Linked DNA regions of Triticum aestivum: region 2 is linked to region 1. Evidence: chromatin contacts called from public Hi-C data. All regions are on one chromosome and are shown on one strand. Each heading gives the region's core, a stretch centred on a gene start, on an enhancer-like site or on the middle of the called end of the contact. The rest is flanking DNA. Distances are from core to core; before and after follow the strand shown. Region 1 holds the start of LOC123122802 (ATP-dependent RNA helicase SUV3, mitochondrial). Region 2 holds the start of LOC123122806 (tRNA (guanine-N(7)-)-methyltransferase non-catalytic subunit wdr4).

Region 1 (7,647 bases), core at 1,766-4,265:
CAATTTCTTCCCTTTCTTGTCCAGTAATCAAGTTACACGGGACACTAGCTTTGTTTAATCTTTCTGCTACCTCCCGTGCTAACAATCTTAGAGGTCCACAGTACACACCTACATCATTTGGTTAGAAATAAGAGCAGTCATTTAAACTGTATGCTCTTTCAGTTTGACTGGGTAGATCAAAACAGTACCTGAAGAGCTTGCTTCTAATCGTTTGAGGGCATTATGTGTTTTCCCACTGTTTGTAGGACCAACATGCAAAAATACATTGCGCTTCTTTTCTCGGGCATTCGGATACCATAAATGAGGATGCCTGTTACTCAAGATAGCACAGAACTTAATTCAAGTCTTTATGGGACAATGAGGAAAACAGTGTTTACACCATATCTTGGCATGTAATTAATCTCGAAAAGTTAAATTGCACTTTGGTGTGATGATTGCTTAGGCTAATTAAACGAACTAAAATAGCATGTGCACTTGTGCAGCACTGTTGTGTCACATATTTGAAACAAGAATAATATTGCCTCCTTTTGTTTTCACTTAATTAGATGAACCATACTGTATACCAGCATCCCACACTAGACAATTGTTTTAAGCAGACAAGAAATGGATTCCCTTGAAGATATAGTACATTGGTACATAATGCACACATTATACACTGGCAAGAATATGTAGAGGAAACTTGGATATTAGGTAGTGAAAGGGGAACGAAATGTATTCTTACGTCATATCAGTGAAATCGAACTTCCCAGAGTTGTGGTTGCCCCTCCAAAAATTTAAATTGGCAGAATTGACCAAGGGATGTAGATCAGAATCGGAGAGAAGGCAACGGATATAAACATCTGTAGACAAAAGGTGTTACAAAAAAAAATCTTAGCACAATGGACCAACCTACCAAAGTTTTGGCACCATAAAGCATATTGCAGAGACTAACAGTCCACATTGGTAATAACAATGCAAGTGACTAACACACTGTGGCGAGCGCCACTCCTGACTCTGCTTTTTCTACGTAGCATGGTAAGGAGAAGCTGCACGTGCGACTGATAGCTCTCGGGGTCCAATGTGCTTACAGAAGTGAATAATATTGTTCAAATCACAACAGACTAGGTTTCCATAGATGACATATTCACCCCAAAAAGAACTGCTTCCATTGGGTTAAGCAATAATATCATAACCCCATAAAGGTTATAGCCCCTACATTCAAGACGAAAGTTTCCAAGATGAACTCTGTCCATTATTTTCAATATGAATATGTTGGCAAGATAAATTAAGATAACCAAAGTGTAAAGTATCGAGTTAGCTTGGCCCGGCTCTTTAACATAACGAGTTGAGACATGAACTCAGGTCTGCTCGCTTAACTCACGAGCTAACTCTGTACTTGTTAAGCTCATTACACAGGTTAACAGCAGAATATGCATACATTAAATCTGACCATCTCAGTACAAAAAGCACATATCTATACACAACATGCATGGATGCTTATGTATGCCACTGTAAACATGAAGTACAAGAAAACAATTTTCCCCAATGTAACAAACAGAAAAATCTGAGGGAAAAAAACGAGTTCAAACTAATGGTAAAATTAAAAGAAGTTCAATGCAACGCTTTCTCGGACGTCTATTTTGCAACCGAGAAGTACTCTACATAAAGATAAATCTGTAGCTATACTCTATCCATCAGAACAATACCCAGCCACAATCCCCCTTCCAAAAGTGAAAACAAATTTTTACTAGGTATATTCCCCTCGCGTAGGTTCAGTCCATCATCAGATAGAGCGATTCAGAAAGAAACGTCGGCTCGTCCATGGAGTTCGTCCGCCTCCACCGCCAGTGCTGGGCGTCGGCCGTCGGTGGCCTGATAGCTTATCCTAAGTTCTGAACTACAGACCTTCTCCCCCGAGACCTCGATCCCCTTCTGACCTCCATCTCCGCTCTCGGCTGGTGGTTGGAGTGGATGCATGCGGCATGCCCATGGCTCACCGACCAAATCTGCCCACACCGGCAAGCCACGCGCCGGCGTCCGCGGCTTCTCCGCGTTTGAAGCCACACCGCCAGCACAAGGCACGCCCATGCCGGCAGTGCACGCCGAATCCGAGGTCATAGCCCACTCGCCCTGGACCCTGGTGTTGGTTAAGCATGTTCAGTACACCCAAGTTGATTGACTGAAATTTTGATGTCCACTCCCAGTAGTGTTCACCCCATCTATTACGGCTGTGGTGTGTGCTTGAAACAGCAGAGGATGCAGTCATTTTTTAAAAGAAAAGGGGATGAGGAAATTGTTGAATCTCCATCAGCTCCAGATGTTCTAGCATTGCTTGTCATTGGGGGTGGTCTTTTCTGTTGGAGCACCAAAATTAACTTACCACAGTTGCCCAGGTTTGTGTGAACTTGTCATATCTGATTTATTCGTGCCATCGTGTGAACAATGATATATATCCCTTATATTGTGTGTATGACATGGTCAATTGGTCATGTCTAATTATCCCATTCTATTCTATGATTTAGTGCCTTTTCTTCCATTTCCCCAGACAATTGACACATTGGCTGACCCGATCGGCGACACTATAACGCCGCATATCGCCCGCCCAGCCTCTGGCATTCCGCCGAACACACACCGTGCACGTGCGCCGGCGGACATTGACAGCAGCTCACGAAACATCATGGACGGACCACGCGCAGGAGTACAGACAGGACGCCCAGGAACCCAACAAGCCGTTCAAGAAAGCGGGCACTGACCATGGCGGCACGACGACGAGAGCGCCCCCCGGCGCAGGAGCGCGGCAACCGCCATTTCGCCGTACGCTCCCCTCGATGGCACAATTCAGATGGCGGGGCACCAGAACCAGCTCCGCGACGAGGGGGGGTGAGGGGAATGCGCACTTACGTGCGGAGCACGGCACGTGGGGTTGGGTGGGGTGGAAGACGGAGGCGGCCGTGGCTTTCGCCGGGAAGCGAGGCGGCGTGGGAGGCGGAGATGCCGCTCGCGGTCGCTGGTCAAGACGGTTCGTCGCGTGGTCGCCAAGGCCGGAATATTCCGCCCCATCCGCATCTCGCTCGGCCCATTTTGCTTCCGAGGTGGGTTTCAGGCCCAACTCCTCCTCCAGCCCGTATCCGAGTCGAGCCCACCTTACGAGCGTCCCAGTCCATATCGAACCGGGCGGGCTCCCTTCGCGGCCCGGACACGCAACCCCATCGGCTTCGTTCCTCTTTCGCTTTCGTCTTCCTCTCCACCCAAGTCAGTCGCCCTCGCCGCGGCGCCCCGCACCGCCGGGCACGCCACCTCCGCCGCCGACGCCGCCGACGGGATCGACGCGAGCATGTGAGCTTTCCTCGAACTAAGCAGCAAATCTCGTGATTCCTCCGTCGTTTGCTTAAGGGTTGGCGGTGCAGGACGCAGGCGGAGGCAGATGCCGGCAAGGCGGCCATCCAGCGCGCGCTGCGGGCGCTGCGGCAGCGGCATCTCGTCGAGGAGGGGGCCCACCGCCCCGCCATCGAGGCGCTCAACCGGCCCTTCGCCGCCCACGTAAGTACCAATCTCTATCCCCTTCTTACTGATCTTGCGAGCTTGGATCGAATCGGGCCAATTTGACTTCACCAGTGAACACGCATTCGAGCCACATAAAGTCTCAAAAAGAATGTGCTGATGGGATCGGCTGTGTGAAGTTGATTGTTCCTCTCTCGCGGTGAAACAGTGACTGCTGCTCAAGTAGGAGTGGCACAATCACAATGTCGAATAGTTTCACTGAGTAATCCACGAAAATAAGTATTAATCCTTGCGTTTGGAGCTTCTTTGGTGCCTTCTGCGTGTAGTGACTGGTTTGCTGACCCTCTTTGTAGGCTTTGGAGTGGAAAGAGAAGGCCGAGAAGAACGAGTTGGAGCTGCAGCAGTGCTACAAGGCTCAATCCCGGTTGTCTGAGCAGCTCGTTTCCGAGATAAACGAGGCGAAAACGTCCAAAGCGCTGCTCAAAGAGAAGGAGGCACTGATTACGGCTTTGCAGAGTGAACTTCAGCAGACTAGGTATTGAATGTGATGGATAGTTTTGCTGCTGTGTTTAATTGAGTATGAACATTGCCGTTGATGTCCGGATGAAACTTTTGCAGCGAAGAGAACGTACAGCTAAAACAGTCACTTGAAGAGAAGACAAACGCTTTAGATCTTCTCGTTCAGGAGCACCAGGCGGCTAAAGCCGAACTTGAACGGGTGCTAACAAAACTTAAAGCTGTGGAGCATGAGAACACACAGCTGGTTGAGCGATTGATGCAAGCGAAGATGGTGGAGGCAGAGAAGCTTAATGAGGTACCCTGTTGTCTCCTTTTACTATTGCTAAGACTTCACCATTCCTGTACAAACTATCGCAAATTGAAGATTGTAAGAAACTGTTAGGCCCACTAATATGATACAGAAAAATAATAATCTTCTCACCTGTTAGCAATGCATCAATCGCCCGACCAGTGGATCTACGATGAGATACCTTAAGTGCCAGCATGCTTAATTGCGTATCATGACATAACACAAGGGACTTGCTGTACTATATTTGGTGATCGTTTGCTTCAGTCTCAGTTTTTATTGTTAAAATACTTCAGCTCTTTAAGTTTACAAGATAACAGTAGTGATCCTTTCATCCGTAAAACTTTGACTCTTTTTGGAATTGTATGTAATGTTGAAACACTTTTCGCTTCTTGACAAGAGTGGGAATAGAAGAGCTAAATGCTTACTGATTTATGGTTGTGTTAGCTGTCAGGGATGCTTTATTTATCAGTATGTTTTACATAGATAACTGTGCCCATAATATTTGTATGTACTAAAAAAGTGCTGCTTTAACTGGTGTGGAAAAAATTGTTCAGGCCAATGCGATGTATGAGGAGATGGTCCTAAAGCTAAAGGCAGCTGGGCTTGGCGCTGGCGGAATACAACACCATGCACAACAAGAAGCTGATGGCGTCATTCGGCGATCCGAAGCTGGGTATGTTGACATCATGGAAACACCAATCCCATCTACATGCAGGATCACCATCCGTGCTCATGATGGTGGGTGTGGATCTATAATATTCCAGAATAACACAGATAAGCTAATCAGTGGTGGCCAGGATCAAACTGTCAAGATATGGTCTGCGCATACTGGTGCTTTAACCTCCACTCTGCAGGGTTGCTTGGGGACTGTCAACGATCTTGCTGTGACCAACGATAACAAGTTTGTAATTGCCGCCTGTAGCTCTAACAAGTTGTTTGTATGGGAAGTTAATGGGGGGCGTCCTCGTCACACTCTGACTGGCCACACAAAAAATGTCTGTTCTGTAGACGCAAGCTGGGTGAAAAGTTTGGTCATTGCTAGTTCATCCAATGACCGCACTATCAAGATCTGGGATCTCCAGACTGGCTTCTGTAAAAGCACCATAATGTCAGCAAGCAATCCCAATACACTAGCTTTCATCCATGGCGATGCCATTTGCTCAGGTCATAGGGATGGAAGCCTAAAGTTCCATGATATCCGCAGTGGAAAATGTTTTGCCACGGTAGCAGCTCATATTGATGTCAGCTCGATCTGTGTAACCCGGAGCAAAAACCATGTTCTTTCAAGTGGGAGAGAGGGCGTGCACAAGCTTTTTGATGTTAGAATGCCGACGGAGGTAGTGGAGATTTGTGGAACATTCAGGGCCCCGAGTAACAGATTGGTTGGCAGCTGGGGCAGAGCTTGTATAAGCCCGGATGAGAACTGCATAGCGTCTGGCTCCTCTGATGGGTCTGTTTGCATATGGTCGAGATCGAAGAACGAGGGGCCGACCATCCTAGAGGGCCACTCATTGCCGGTTGTTACAAGTGCATGGTCTGAGTTTGGACCTCTTGCCACCGCCGACAAGAATCATATTCATATATGGGCTTGAGACCCGTGTTTCCTTCGGTCATTCAAACCAGGATGTGGAGGGTTTCGCTTCAATATGGTATTGTTCCATTCTTGAGGACACTCGTTTGCATGTAAATGACTTAGTTAGTGTCTAATTCAATTGTAATTATGAAAACTGACAGCACGGTACGGTCATCTGCTTTCCTCTCTGTATGTTTTTAGGGGATTTCTGTCATCTGTTGCTGGTAAAATGATGGGTTTGCGAGTTCTTCGACACAATTCAAGTTTCTGTAGGGTTTAACATGTGCATTTGCTGACACCTGTGGGTTCTTATCTCTTATGGCAAATTAGTGGGTGTAACCCTTTCGGGGCAGCAAAGCTTGGCCACATCGAGGAAGATGGCATTGGCTTTTTTTCTGGTTACATGCTCCCTCCAAACCGAGTGAGTAGATTGCATATGAATACACTATTTTTAACTCAGTTGTTGTCTTTGTATGGGGGCTTCATTCAGTCTTGCCAGGTTGAGCTTGATTGAGATTTGGCAGACTAAGATGGGATGGTCTTAGGTACAATGTTTCATTTTGTCAGATGCATGATGATGAACCAGAGCAAGCTTTGAATACTGAACAGTTCTGTTTTTGTTTTTGTGAGCAGTGCTAGGTCAGGCGTCGGTTGGGCTCAAGATCTGGTTCTGTTCATTCCTCTAAAATCAGAGTATAATATCTATCAGAGGGTTGCGTTGTGGATGGTGCAGGAGGCCGTATGTCTGTCAAACAACTGCAACTTGAGTTCTGCTACATATGACTTCCAAATTTCACAGCAAGTAAAAAATATTTCCCATGAACAAATCACCATCCAATCAGCAAATACGCCGCTCCGTCCCAAAATAAGTGAGGAAGTACTACTACTTAACCATCCTAGAATAATTTTACAGCACAAACCGAAGCTAAAATCCTCTAAACTCCCTGTCCACTTGCCCTAACTCTCGCTGTCATCGATCATCACATACTGTATAAATTTGTTCTTCACAACCCACTTGATCTATCTATCTACCCTGCGAGAAAGTGGGCTAAGAAGAACTCATTAGATGCCCACCACGGTCCCCATCAGCCGATTCATAGCAAGAGTGCATTCATCAGCAGAAAGAAACCAAGAAAGAAAAAAGATGTGATGGGGAGGCGGAGTGGGCATCAATTCCATCGGCGTCACGAAAAAGAAACTGAAACACAAGTCCAGAGGAGAGGGGGAGGCGATCGGATCGGATCAGATGAGACGAGAGGAGGCGGGGCCCACCGCCGCAGTGGTTCGCTGCAACCGTATGCCAAATCCGGGCCCCTGACTAGGACAAGGCACCACCGTGCTCTCAAGCCTCTCGAGTGGCCATGCCAGGGCCCGGCGCAGGGGACATCAATCATTGCCATGGCCCATGGCCCTGGCCCTACTTATTTTCTGCTACTGCTGCTCAAGAAACCACCAATTATTGGAGATGCAGCAAGGCTAGGTGAGGTAGAGTAGAGTAGAGGAGTGGCCTGGCTCTGGCTTGATTGATCGCAACTAGTAGGAGTAGCTTCATGGGAAATGGTTCCAAGATTCTCATCGCAGACTCTGGCCAGGGCTCGAGAAATTCAGTGCATTTTTAACGTTCATGTCATTCAGAAGCTACTATACTATCCTCCTGATCACAAGCGCTGGCAAGTGGCAACCAAGAAATTCAGTGCGTTTTCAACGATCAATTCATTCATAAGCTACTGATTTTACATGTTCGGATGTGATCTTGCTCTGGTACAAACATGTTGCAGCAGCAAAG
Region 2 (7,647 bases), core at 3,254-5,753, 370 kb after region 1:
CGCACGCCCTCCATCTGTTGAGATCGCGACGGCAAAGCAATCAGGGAGCACGCAGTTTAGAGCTGCAGGCTGCAGCAATTCCCTAAAAACGAACTCGTCTGACGGTGATTACCAGACGATAGTGATGCGTGCAGCTAACATTCCATGTCACAGCTCGTGACAATCACGGGCTGCAACTTAACAGACAATGTGCCATTTCGACCGAAACAGTTTGCGTAACCAGCCGCCCTGCCATTGGATTACAACTCGCAAGAAAAAATGGTCGCTGAGCCTGTTCTCACATTTTGTCAGTACATTTCTTTCTTGCACTCTCGGCCTCTCATGGTACAACGCGGCGGCGAGGACCCGTGATCTGGTGGTGTTTGCAGGCCAGGCAGAGCTTACTTCTTGATCTTCTTATCGTTCCTGCCCCTCTTCCGCTGCTCCCGCCTCTCCTCCGAGTAGTTCTTCTTCACCAGCATCTTGTGCATCGAGACTCTGAGGGCGGCCAGCACCGCCGCCAGCACCTCCTCCTGCTTTGAGGCGTCAAGGCTTCCCTGCAGCGCCAGCAGAAGCTTCTCGCCATGTGGTACTTCGCTGTCCTCCAGGACCGCAGGGTCGGCTGATAGATCCTTCTGGGAGCGGGGGATGATTCTGACACGGGTTAGTAACTGGGAGGCGGCCTGGTTAGGCATGTTTGATGCGCCCATGACAGTCCACAGAAGATCTGCGGATGAGCTGTAGGCTAAGCTAGTGGGAATGTAGCTCTTTTCCGTCGTAATCACCTGCAAGTGGGCACGAGGCATAAGTTATAGGTAGATGATTTGTAAACAACTCTGCAAACAAGAGATTATTAGGTTGCGAGTCAAAAAGGAAACGGGCAATGCACACAACCAAAACAACAGCTGGCCTTTGCAATAACATGATGATTTCAAGAGCTTGTTGGCACATGCAGGATGCATACACCCAGAATTACCAGTAAGCAGACTGAGGATGCAGCAAGATGGCAAGAGACATGTATTAAGCATCAAATCTTTAAATTTAACTAACTAGTAGTTACTAATTAGCAGGCCTAGTAAAGCTACTCCAAATCATTCTTTAACCAGATTAGTTAATCAGTCTTGCTAAGTCTCAGTCGACTGAGACTTCGTTAAGTCTCAGTCAATGCTATATCCGTGAGATCTCACATTAAGAATCCGTGCAAAATTTTCTTTTCAGTTTTTTCTTTTTCTCTCTTGCATGCTATGTCACTTGACTGAGACTTGGTTAAATCTCAGTCGACTGAGACCTAGCCACACCTTAGTTAAGAAACTCTATTTGTTATGTCAGGACAGCAACATACAGTCTCGTGGTCAGGTGCGGCTGAGGAACTAGCCAATAGCCATGTACAGCAACCAGCCCAACTGATAGATTGCTCATCCTTCAATTTGCTTGCTTTCTTCTGTTAGCCTTATTACCTAACCCTTTTAGTTCAAACTTTTATACAAGATTGTTAGGCCTTAGGATACGGCCTACTCAAGGGATTCGGCTGAATATTCACTCACAAACAACACTAAAGACAAAAGAAGTGCATCCTTTCAGGCTTTCAGCTGTCCCGTCCTGGGCCTCGGTACAGTAGTTACCAAAACGAGCTCCGGTTTATCACATATTAGGTAGTGCAAATGGATATTTATACCAGTTATTTTAATTGCAAAGGCATGCGCTAGGCTTCATAGCTACTCCCTCCGTTCCAAAATAGATGACCCAACTTTATACTAACTTTGTACTAAAGTTAATACAAAGTTGACTCATCTATTTTGGAACGGAGGGAGTAGTAAATTAAGTATGATCTAACCGGCACAGGCTAAACTGCTGCAAGACACCTATAACTAATATGAAAAGCTTTTCTGGAACCAAGGCCTAGCAAGTGGATAGCGCAGACACTAAGCCTTTAATAAATCAACACAGAGCCATTGATCAGCATAAGACTAACAGCAGTAGTAATGATACGAAAAATATCATTTTAAAACAAGATTCTGCTAATGCTCTTCTATCTGAATCCGTTGTGTTGAAGAACGTGAAGATTGCTTGACAAAGAGATGTACCTTCAGAAAAGACAACTTCTTCGCTACGAGATCACATGCTAAGAGCATTATGCCATTCAAACTGCAGTGTTTTAAAAGAACCCAAGTTACTGACAAACCACTTTATTAGATGTTGAATAAATGCCATCACTCAACCTTACCTTTGAATAGCTACAGCAACCAGTGAGTCATCATTTGTCAAACACAAGTCTGCAATGGCTAGATTGCTATCTTCAGTTTCATTTGGCTGTTCTCCCACCTGTAAGTAGTTTTAAGAACTAATTAGCTACAGTATAGCTTGAAATTTTGCGAACTGGCATAAAGCTTGAGACAATATTTTCCAGCTTTTACCTTGTCTTTGACTTCATATGTATCAAGGAGGCAGCCAGTTATGTAATCCCATAACCGAACCTTAAACAGATAAAAAAGGGAACAACATCACAAGAAAGCTTTGGCTAAGTTTATTCGGACAACATGCCAGATTTCAAAATGAATATGTACACACAGATGAATCACCGCCTCCCGATAATAAAAAGCTTGATCCTCCAGAATGGCTTGTGAAGGCAATGGAAGAAACGAATCTGCATGAGTAGTCACCTCAATTATGGAATACATAAACCACTATGTTAAAACATTTAGTTGTGAAACTACAACAACTGGGATAATGATTTAAAAAAAAATCATGGCTGTGTAGATATGGTAGGAACTTGAACTGTAAAAAATGAAGAAAAAGATACACTGTGAACTGAACATACTCTGTATGTCCAAGGCAAAAGCTCTGTATTTCAGGAGCCCCTTTTATGGGATTCTTTGGAAATGATGTAACCTGCAAAAACAATTACATGAGTAAGCAAATAACTCAGAACTGTCCCACCAAGGCAACTACTTTGAAGTACAGAAGTCCCATACTCGGATTTTGAAGTCCCGGTCAGCAGTGGCAATGAAGCGTCCATCCGGTGAGAATTTCTACATTATCAAATAAATTATATAAGTAAGCATGGTTATATCGACATGAACAGAAAAAATTATTGAAGTGTGACACAGTGACAATCTGACAGACTACAATAGATTTGTCAACAGGTTTACTAATTAATAGAATATGAAATGGAGGAGGCACAGATAAATCACACATGGTGCATAAGGTGAAAATTTGTCCATACCATGCTAGTAATAATACTGCAGTAGTGACCATAAAGTGAGACAGGTTTGTTATCAGATGACACCTGCCCTCCACCATGTTCCCCCACAGTAACTAACCAAATGACACCAAATTTATCTGCAAATGTCACATACAGGCCATCTTTGCTAATAGCAACTGCGCTAACCCTCTTTTCAGAAGTTCTGCAGAAGTGAAAATATTGCAAAATAAATCATATGCATGCTCAACAAATTTAGTAGTGTTAACAAGAGCACAATAATAAACATATGCACTCTTCAAATACCAAGTTCATTGCAGTTATCAACTGAATACATGCAAAATAAAAGGCTACTAAGATAAGGAGAGGGTTCTCATACAGACACACACCATATAACAGAACGACACTTTATTGACTGAATATGTGCAAAATAACAGGTCCACTATTTGGTGTCTTCATCGTGTTAGCAAGATTGAGAAAAAAAAAAGCAGCACTCACATAGTCTGGATGCAGCGCCATGAGTCAGTCTTCCAGATCTTCACAAGCTTATCATCACCGGCAGATGCGAACAAGGCACCATCAGCACTAAACGAAATTGCTCTAATAGCATCCGAATGAGAACAACCACCAGAATCATCTGACAATGAAACTGCACAGCCGCCCCTGGACGCACAAAACAAATCATCATTCGCATTGCTCATCAAGCAAATTGCATTAAAAATAAAACTTTACAATGAGAAGTATGTATGTGTATTAGACAGTACAAAACTATGCACCCGAGCTTTTACAAAATAGACAGCAGAAACGTTTTACACATCTAAAATTCAGTAGCCATTCTTCCACACATAAGACATCTGAATCCAAACTACTGTCGGTACAAGATAAGCACCTAGCTCGGCTCAAGAGCGCATTACCCCCAATCTCCACCAAAATCTAGCGGTACTGTGGTCTAAACACGAACTTCACTACACACAGGACCCCAGGTTATGCAGGAAGCCCCACCGGACGCGAAGAGATCAATCCTTACTTGAGATCGAACACGCGGAGCTCGGGCCCGACGGCGACGGCGACGGAGTTGCCGAGCGGGTGGGCGGCGACGAGCGCCGGCGCGAACTCGCCGGCGCCGCTCACCTCCGCCTCCTCCACCGCGGCGTCCTCCATGGCGGCAAGCAGCGGAGAGCGTGGATTTGCTGTCGGGTTCGAATCGAGCGCGAGGAGCGGGAGGCGGGGAGGGAGCTCGGGAGTGGGGAAATTGCTAGGGTTTATGGCCGGCTCTTCGTGGGACCCGGTGGCCAGTGTAGTTCTATTTTTCTCTTTCTGAGGGAAACGTTAGAGAGTGTGTGGATTGAAGATGTTGAACCTCGGGATGTTGATCGAGCCCAGAGCCCATAATTTACTGGGCCTCGCCAATGGCAGGCAAGGCCTAGTGGAGAATCTTGGGCATGCTTAGTTGAATGCGAGTTGGCGGATCCTATTTAGCGCTGCAGGCGCCGGATACTAGTATTTTTGCAAACAGGCATTTGAACGAAATCATTAATTGAGGAGTACTCATTGGAAAGATCACTCCCATCTTTTCAGGTTGTGACAAGTGGCACGTTACATGTGCGCCACTTGTCGCAACCTGGGAGTTTTTCTTTTTTTTCGTAGATCCGTTTATTCAAAATGTTTTATCTATTAAATCGTGTGTCCAAATCACGAACCGTTTTCACCGTTGGATTCATCGCGTTGAGATCTTCAAAACTAGATCCCAGGTTGATAGGTTTTGACGAACTTTTTTTCATGAAAAAAACGGAGGAAAAAACCAAACCGGGAGCACGGGTTTTTTCCCTTTCCGAAGAGGCCCGTGCCTCTCGCGAAATCACAAACGTGCCTCTCGCGAAAGCAAAATCGTGCCTATAATGAAAGCAAAAAAGAATAGAAAACACGTTTTTTCGTTTCCGAGGAGGCACGGCCGTGCCTCTCGCGAAAGCACACCCGTGCCTCTAGTGGAACCAAAACCATGCCTCCCGTGGAAGAAAAAAAACATAAAAGACGTTTTTTTCGTTTCCGAGAGGCACGGCCGTGACTCTCGCGAAATCAAAACTGTGACTCTCGTGGAAAAACACGTTTTTTCGCGTAATTTTTTTATCCAAAAGCTAAGGAAGACCGTTGGAAAACCGAAACGTTGAAAAAACCAGGAAAAAATCGTTTAAAAAGCCGGAAACGTGTGCGAAAAATAAAAATAAAAACAAAATCTGGAGGAAGCGACTAAAGCGCGACACGTGGCTGGCGGCTGACCGCTGATCGTTGTTGTTGGAAATATGCCCTAGAGGCAATAATAAAATGGTTATTATTATATTTCCTTATTCATGATAATTGTCTATTGTTCGTGCTATAATTGTATTAACTGGAAACCGTAATACATGTGTGAATACATAGACCACAACATGTCCCTAGTAAGCCTCTAGTTGACTAGCTCGTTGATCAATAGATGGTTATGGTTTCCTGACCATGGACATTGGATGTCATTGATAACGGGATCACATCATTAGGAGAATGATGTGATGGACAAGACCCAATCCTAAGCATAGCACAAGATCGTGTACTTCGTTTGCTAAGAGCTTTTCTAATGTCAAGTATCGTTTCTTTAGACCATGAGATTGTGCAACTCCCGGATACTGTAGGAATGCTTTGGGTGTACCAAACGTTACAACGTAACTGGGTGGCTATAAAGGTGCACTACAGGCATCTCCGAAAGTGTCTGTTGGGTTGGCACGAATCAAGACTGGGATTTGTCACTCCGTATGACGGAGAGGTATCTCTGGGCCCACTCGGTAATGCATCATCATAATGAGCTCAATGTGACTAATGAGTTAGCCACGGGATCATGTGTTACGGAACGAGTAAAGAGACTTGCCGGTAACGAGATTGAACGAGGTATTGGGATACCGACGATCGAATCTCGGGCAAGTAACATACCGATAGACAAAGGGAATTGTATACGGGATTGATTGAATCCCGACATCGTGGTTCATCCGATGAGATCATCGTGGAACATGTGGGAGCCAATATGGGTATCCAGATCCCGCTATTGGTTATTGGCCGGAGAGGTGTCTCGGTCATGTCTGCATGGTTCTCGAACCCGTAGGTTCGGTGACGCTAGAGTTGTTATGGGAAATAGTATGTGGTTACCGAAGGTTGTTCGGAGTCCCGGATGAGATCCCGAACATGACGAGGAGCTCCGGAATGGTCCGGAGGTGAAGATCGGTATATTGGACGAAGGGTATTGGAGTCCGGAATTGTTCCGGGGGTACCAGGCTATAGCCAGCATGTCCGAAAGGGGTTTCGGAGGCCCCGGCAAGCGTTGGGGGGCCTTATGGGCCAAGGGGGAGGGGCAAACCAGCCCACTAAGGGGCTGTGCGCCCCTCCCAACCATTCTCACGTAACCAGGAGAGGTGGGGGCGCCACCCCTAGGGCAGCCGCCCTTCCCGGCTTGGGGGGCAAGTTTCCTAGGGGGTGGGGGCGCCCAAACCCATCTAGGGTTTCCCCTGGCCGCCGCCTCCTCCTCTAGATCCATCTAGAGGGGCCGGCCCCCTCTCCCCTTCCCCCTATATATAGTGAGGGGGTGGGAGGGCAGCCATACCCTTCCCTTGGCGCAGCCCCTTCCTCCTCATACATCTTCTCCTCCTCCGTAGTGCTTGGCGAAGCCCTGCCGGAGAACCACGAGCTCCATTGCCACCACGCCGTCGTGCTGCTGGAGTTCTCCCTCAACTTCTCCTCTCCCCTTGCTGGATCAAGAAGGAGGAGACGTCCCCGGGCTGTACGTGTGTTGAACGCGGAGGCGCCGTCCGTTCGGTGCTAGATCGGATGTTCCGCGATTTGAATCGCCGCGAGTACGACTCCATCAACCGCGTTCTTGTAACGCTTCCGCTTAGTGATCTTCAAGGGTATGAAGATGAATTCCCTCTCTCTCGTTGCTAGCATCTCCTAGATTGATCTTGGTGACATGTAGGAAAATTTTGAATTATTGCTACGTTCCCTAACAGTTGTGAGGCTCCCGAAGGAGCGCTCGTCAACTAGTTGCTCCCGCGTTTGAAGCTGCTCCTTCACGCGCCACTTCCTCTTCAAGCTGAGCTGGCCCACTAACTATTTTTTCTTTCTGTTTTAAAACAGAAAAGGTGTGCCCGATGGGATTGAGCCTGCGATTTGTACTCCAGATATAAACGACCTAACCACCAGGACACCACAACACTTGTGGCTAGGGACTTCTTTTTTCTTTTTATTCTTTCCACCGTTCATGGAAGCCCCCATACTGCGAAGCTTTTAAGCCTTTTTTTCTTTTTTCATTCCATTTTTAATCTTGGACCGTTTTTTTTTGTCATTTTTTCTTTCTTTTTCCTTTTTTCTTTATATTATTTTCTAAATGCATGAACTTTTCAAAAATCGATGAACTTTTCTTCAAATTAAATGAACATTTTTTAAACTTGATG

The links. A called contact is a pair of places that touch in the nucleus more often than the background predicts.
Region 2: a contact with region 1 is called in a Hi-C map of leaf, with 8 times the contacts expected there. The contact joins the promoter of LOC123122806 here to the promoter of LOC123122802 in region 1. A contact is called at or near these places in 3 of 5 Hi-C or Micro-C datasets (leaf and an unstated tissue) and 1 of 1 datasets of contacts at active chromatin or transcription factors (leaf).

Annotation. Positions count from the first base shown.
Region 1 is chr5D:464,987,100-464,994,746 of IWGSC CS RefSeq v2.1, forward strand. LOC123122802 (ATP-dependent RNA helicase SUV3, mitochondrial) reads right to left here and starts at 3,016. Exons shown (of 17, transcript XM_044543144.1): 1 at 2,733-3,016; 2 at 722-839; 3 at 189-310; 4 at 1-108. The coding sequence starts at 2,787. It overlaps LOC123122804 (FCS-Like Zinc finger 8), which reads right to left. Exons shown (of 1, transcript XM_044543147.1): 1 at 7,551-7,647. It also overlaps the pseudogene LOC123122801.
Region 2 is chr5D:465,355,968-465,363,614 of IWGSC CS RefSeq v2.1, forward strand. It overlaps LOC123122806 (tRNA (guanine-N(7)-)-methyltransferase non-catalytic subunit wdr4), which reads right to left and starts at 4,504. Exons shown (of 10, transcript XM_044543149.1): 1 at 4,206-4,504; 2 at 3,677-3,841; 3 at 3,203-3,383; 4 at 2,952-3,008; 5 at 2,798-2,868; 6 at 2,548-2,623; 7 at 2,394-2,453; 8 at 2,204-2,301; 9 at 2,064-2,124; 10 at 196-764. The coding sequence starts at 4,339. The coding sequence ends at 381.